Linked DNA regions of Macaca mulatta: region 2 is linked to region 1. Evidence: chromatin contacts called from public Hi-C data. All regions are on one chromosome and are shown on one strand. Each heading gives the region's core, a stretch centred on a gene start, on an enhancer-like site or on the middle of the called end of the contact. The rest is flanking DNA. Distances are from core to core; before and after follow the strand shown. Region 1 holds the start of ZNF17 (zinc finger protein 17). Region 2 holds the start of ZNF671 (zinc finger protein 671).

What was found. A called contact is a pair of places that touch in the nucleus more often than the background predicts.
Region 2: a Hi-C map of liver shows a contact between it and region 1, with 2.6 times the contacts expected there. The contact joins the promoter of ZNF671 here to the promoter of ZNF17 in region 1. A contact is called at or near these places in 2 of 14 Hi-C or Micro-C datasets (fetal cortex germinal zone and liver).

What each region holds. Positions count from the first base shown.
Region 1 is chr19:69,604,480-69,607,141 of T2T-MMU8v2.0, forward strand. ZNF17 (zinc finger protein 17) reads left to right here and starts at 1,333. Exons shown (of 3, transcript XM_077980031.1): 1 at 1,333-1,593.
Region 2 is chr19:69,893,455-69,896,116 of T2T-MMU8v2.0, forward strand. ZNF671 (zinc finger protein 671) reads right to left here and starts at 1,320. Exons shown (of 4, transcript NM_001260628.1): 1 at 1,105-1,320. The coding sequence starts at 1,242. All of the region lies in intron 1 of ZNF776 (zinc finger protein 776), which reads left to right.

The sequences.
Region 1 (2,662 bases), core at 83-2,582:
GTGATTTAATTTACAATTAAATTTTATTTTAATAAAATTTATTTTACAATTAAATTTTATTTTAATAAAATTTATTTTACAATTAAATTTTATTTTAATAAAATTTATTTTACAATTAAATTTTATTTTAATAAAATTTATTTTACAATTAAATTTTATTTTAATAAAATTTATTTTACAATTAAATTAATTTAACATAGCCACTAAGTGATTTAATTTACAATTATAGTGGTAGAAAAATAGCTCTGACTTCTGAGGTTTTGTAATTTATTGTAAAAAGCTGAATACAGGACATTTAAAGTGACCTGACAAAGTCAATACAGGACTGAGGACTAATTCATTAAATATGTCTTACATGTCTTATAGGATCACAGACAGCTGGCATCCCTATTCCTGATGTGTCCCATGCACTTAGTATTGTACCTGGCATCTAATGAGTGTTCATCAGACATGTTAGAGTAATAAATACGACAGCACAGTTTCCCTATTCAGTTTTATTTTTCTGGTAACTCTTTTAATGTATAGTCTTTACCTCTCCCTTCAAGCTGTTAATGCACAATGTTTTCAAGTTTGAAAAATAATCAGATTTTGCACACCAAATTTGAGTGTGTCCAAGGTTCTAGGACAACCTTAGCTTTTTTCCTCCTATCACAGATATATTTCTCTATAACTATTTTTGCCAGTTTCTTTGGATAACTACATAATCATCATTAATAGTTTCAGTAATAGCCATTTCACAAGAGTTATTCAGAGACGATTTCAACTCCCTGTGCAGACACTGTTGATACAATTTCAGGCGAAATGATAAATCACTTTCCAGTGATGAGATGAGATCATGCATTCCCAAACCTTTATCTCAGCAGTAAGATGCTTTCTTTGCACAAGGGCTTTGACTGGTGGAAGGTCACATTATTCTGGCAGATAATGGTAGATAAGTCGCTTTTCCTTTTCAGTTAGGTTTCAGTTTCTTAAAGTAAGTGGAAAATATCTCAGATATAAAGTAATAAGTATCATGTGAATGAAGTGTTACTGGGTAGGCTGAAAGACAGTAACTGATTATTCAGAAAGGAAAGATATTCCTCCTCAAACTCCCCATCATGCCATGTCTGGGTCTTTTCTTGTCCCAGCAGAACACATTGAAGATTATAAAACAGTCTCCAGAGCTTCGTTCTGTGTGTATTTGGCAAGCACAAAAGAACTGATCGCTATGCGTGGAAGATCAGTTCCTTATGGTTGGCCATGTTCCTTCGGACGTTCGTCCTTCGGGAACTTGCTGTGCTTTACAGAATCTGAAAGGGCAGGTCTCTGAAACATTTCTCTGACTTGTTCTAGACTGCCTTCCGGGAAAATCTGGATGCTTGCCGTTTAAAAGCCAGTGAAGCCCTCCACGCCCTTGGAGCCCCGTAACTGCATTTCTCAACACCTCTGGAGGATCCTCCTGGCTTTCATCCTGAACGCGAGTTACCTAGGTTCACAGGCGGGGCAGGCAGCGGCGTGGGAACTACACTACCCAAAAGACACAGCGGCGGACACAAGCAGCGAGTGTAGCTGCTTAGCAGAGAAGGCCTAGCAGAGAGGCGTCTACGTGGGTTCGTACTGCGTGTGGGCGGGACTTCCTGCAACGCCCCAGGGTGTTGTCAATATGGTTGAGTGGGGATCTGTTCACCCTCAGGCTGAGTCGAGACTGAGGTGAAAGAGCGGAAAAACGCGAGAAAAGGTTTCCCCGCTGTACAGAGGCTAGAGTGAGGCTCGACTGAGTCGGGTGTAGGCGTCGGTGCCTTCGACAGCGTCCAGGTCACCGCCGCTCCCGCCCCTCTCTTCCCTGGCTGTGCTAGCGGAGGCCGCGCCGATGAACCTGACTGAGGTGGGTGCCGCGTCCCAGGGCGCCCCGCCAGACCCCTCCTCCGAGTGCCGAAGCCCCGAGGAGGGGCCCTGCAGGTCAGGCCCCTGTGTCCCAAAGAGAGGGGCGTTCTCGTGTGGGGTACCGGTGTCCGCGGTGCTGTGAGGCGGGGGAGCTCCTGTCAGGGACCTGCACTTGCGAGGCTGCAGAGCGGGCGGCACTGGGGAGCCCGAGCGTCTTTGTCTCCACGGAGCTGAGAGTGAGGCGGAGTCTCGCCTGGGAGGGCCGCGGAGCTGCTGAAAGCCATAGCAGGCTGTGCAGGAAGGGTTACGCCCAGAGGTAGACGTTTAAAGTTGGGGAAAACAGGATGTTAAAGTAGGACAAGGGGACCGCTGAGGAGACCCCTTGAGTTATGGTAGGGATGGGCCAGAGGAGTTGCAGTAGAGGGGAAGTGTGATGAGATTCTGGGTGGATCTCAGAGAGACAGTCGACAGGATTTCCTGGTGCATCAAATATAGCAGTGAGGGTAGTGAAGAGTCTATTCCATGGGTTTTGTTTTGGCCTGAAAATCTGATAGAATGGAGTTGGAGAAATCGGCTTAAGGAGCAGGTTTCAGAGAGGATTACAATTTGCATTTTTGGAGGACTGAGTTTTGGAAGGCAGGTCATGGTTGGGTCCATAAGCCTGACACTCCCTTTAGACAGGTGCAAACTTGTCATAGGAAGGATTCTGGGCCGTGTCTGCAAAAACGGAGTTCTGAATGGGTTAAAGAACTGGCCTAGGCTGGAGACTGAGGTGTGAGGTGGTTTAGATTTCGGCACC
Region 2 (2,662 bases), core at 70-2,569, 290 kb after region 1:
AAAAATAATAAACTAAAAGAAAACACACAAAATGAGGAGGGTGAGATAATCCTCCCTCAAAATTGAGGGAGGGTGAGATATCAGACAGTAGCAAATTTATAGCACACCACACATCGCTGCCATCCCAGGCCAAACTCCTGATACCCTACAGCTCTCTCCTTCTACAAACACTGAAAAGAACCTTTTCAAATGCCAGGACCCTTCTCTTCTGGGGGAAGTCTCAAGAATGCCCACTCCCTTTTCCCTGTCCTCCAGTCCCAGCCTTCTCATCTCTTACCCCAGAGATCATCTGAAATAACATACTTAAGACTGCCCCACTTAAATCTGACCTCCTGGCCTTGACCTAGTCCAGACCACTCCCTTTACCCCAAAGACATTTTAAGCCCAGTCCCTTCCCCACAATTTCACACCTTCCTCTCTAGTTGCCTAAGTGAGGAAGCCTCCACTCTGAGACATATCAGAGTCACCATTCCAAAATTCAAACGTTCATGAAAAAACACAACAAAAACACCTTGCTCTTTCATGCCTTACTTTCAATCATAGCTGCATATGCTGGAGCAGAAAATCCTGCTGGTTTCATATTTAAAACCTACCCAGAATATGATCACTTCTACCTACTCACCTGCCATTACTCTCGGTACATCCACCACCAAAGCATTCCTGGAATCCACTGCAGCCGTCTCCTTACCGGTCTCCTAGTATCCATCCTCACAGTCCCCACCCCTAACTAATGTTCTCCCCTGAGCAAATTTCGAGACACTTAAAATCCCAGCTAAGATCACTTCCTTCTATTCAAAACCCTCAGGTAATCTCAACGCCCTGAGAATGAAGGGACAACTTTTCAGCCTGCCATTCCAGGCACAGTTCCTCAAACTCTGCTCCGTGTTGAAAAGAACACTGTCTCCCAAATGTCTGGGGATCAGCAGCACCCCCGAGCCTTTACCTGCGACGTCCCCTCCGCCCGTAACTCTCCCACACCCACCCACAGCGAGATAGAACCCCGCCCAAGAGTGCGTCGCTGTCCTGGGACACAGGGGCTGCAGGAACTTTACGATTCGGAGTCGGAGAAAGAGTGGCTGAGGGCCGGGAGGATGCAGCACCCACCCGCGCGGAGTCCGTTAGCTCCGCCACAGGACCGTGGGCGCGGACAGCTGCCGGGAGCGGCAGGCGTCTCGATCGGGGACGCAGGTACTTCCATCCCCGTAGAGCTTCGGACGCGTCGCGGGACGCTGGGGACAACATCTCCGCGCTTTCCCGACACCTCCACCTGCGGTCCACCCAAGCGTTACAGAGACCCAGATAGATGCAGCCTGACAGAAACAAACAAAATGTCCGCTAGGAGGAGGAGCCGGAAGTCCCGCCCACGCACCCTCCGCACGCACTGAAACACCCCTCTCTTGGGCCCTCATTGGATATGCAACGTATAGGTTTGTGGGTAGTGTAGTTCCCACGGAGACATCCTTCAAGGCGGAGGATTCTCGGCCTGGGACCGGGGCCAAGGTGTTTGGGGAAAGTAACCCGAGTTTCAAAGGACTGGCAGGACTTCCGTCCTCTTTTTTTTTTTTTTTTTTGAGGCGCAGTCTCGCTGTGTCTCCCAGGCTGCAGTGCAGTGGCGCGTTCTCGGCTCACGGCAACCTCCCCCTCCCGGGTTCAAGCGATTTTCCTGCCTCACCCTCCTGAGTAGTTGGGACTACAGGGGCCCGCCACCACGCCCGGCTAATTTTAGTACTTTTAGTAGAGATGGAATTTCACCACATTGGCCAGGCTGTACTCCTGACCTTGGGATCCGCCTGCTTCGGCCTCCTAAAGTGCTGGGATTACGGGAGTGAACCAGGGCGTCCAGCCCGACTTCCGTCCTCTGAAAAGGCCTGGACCTAGACTCCCCGGAGGGTAGTCTGCACTGGTCGCAGAAATGTGGAGACATTTCAGATGTTCCCCAAAGCTGCAAAACTAAATAGACAAACCACAACACAATGTCTCTTTGCCTACACTCATAGCTAGGAGCTAATAACTATTATCTTGTTGCTTTGCAAGTACGTGTGTACTCAAGCTTTACGGGAACTTTTGTGAGCTTCAGTTTGGTCAGAGAGGGAAGAGAAAATACTCCAAACAAGGCCTTGCAGTGGAAGAAGGAAGAGGGATGATGTGGAGTCTCCCTGAAACCAGTGGACAGATTTCCTCAGAAAACTCTTCCTGCCTAGGTAATCAGTGAGTGTATCCACCACTGCAAAACACAGTGCCATTACCATTTAATCTGTCATTGTAGGTACGGTGTCTGTATTAGGAGGTGAGATTATCCCGGGGGGGGGGAAATCCTGTAAGCTATTAATAATGATTCTGTAGTTATTTGAAGATAATGAAAGACATTACTCCGAGGAATTATCTGTGATAGATGGACAAAGTTAAGATCTCAGTAAAGTTTGAGCCTGAATACTAAAGTATGAAAAGTGAAAGAATGAAGTTAAGCACGTGGTTGTATTGGGATCTTGACCACACTTTGTCCACAGAATGTGACTCTTTTTTCCTGAAAATGCTGAGCAGTTGTGAAGTTGTGCTGTCTTGATAATTCACTGTTAAAATATACATCCAAGAAACACCTACAAGCTCTGAGTAGGTGCTTTTCAGATGTATTAGTAGTGTGAGAGACATCACTAATAAAGTT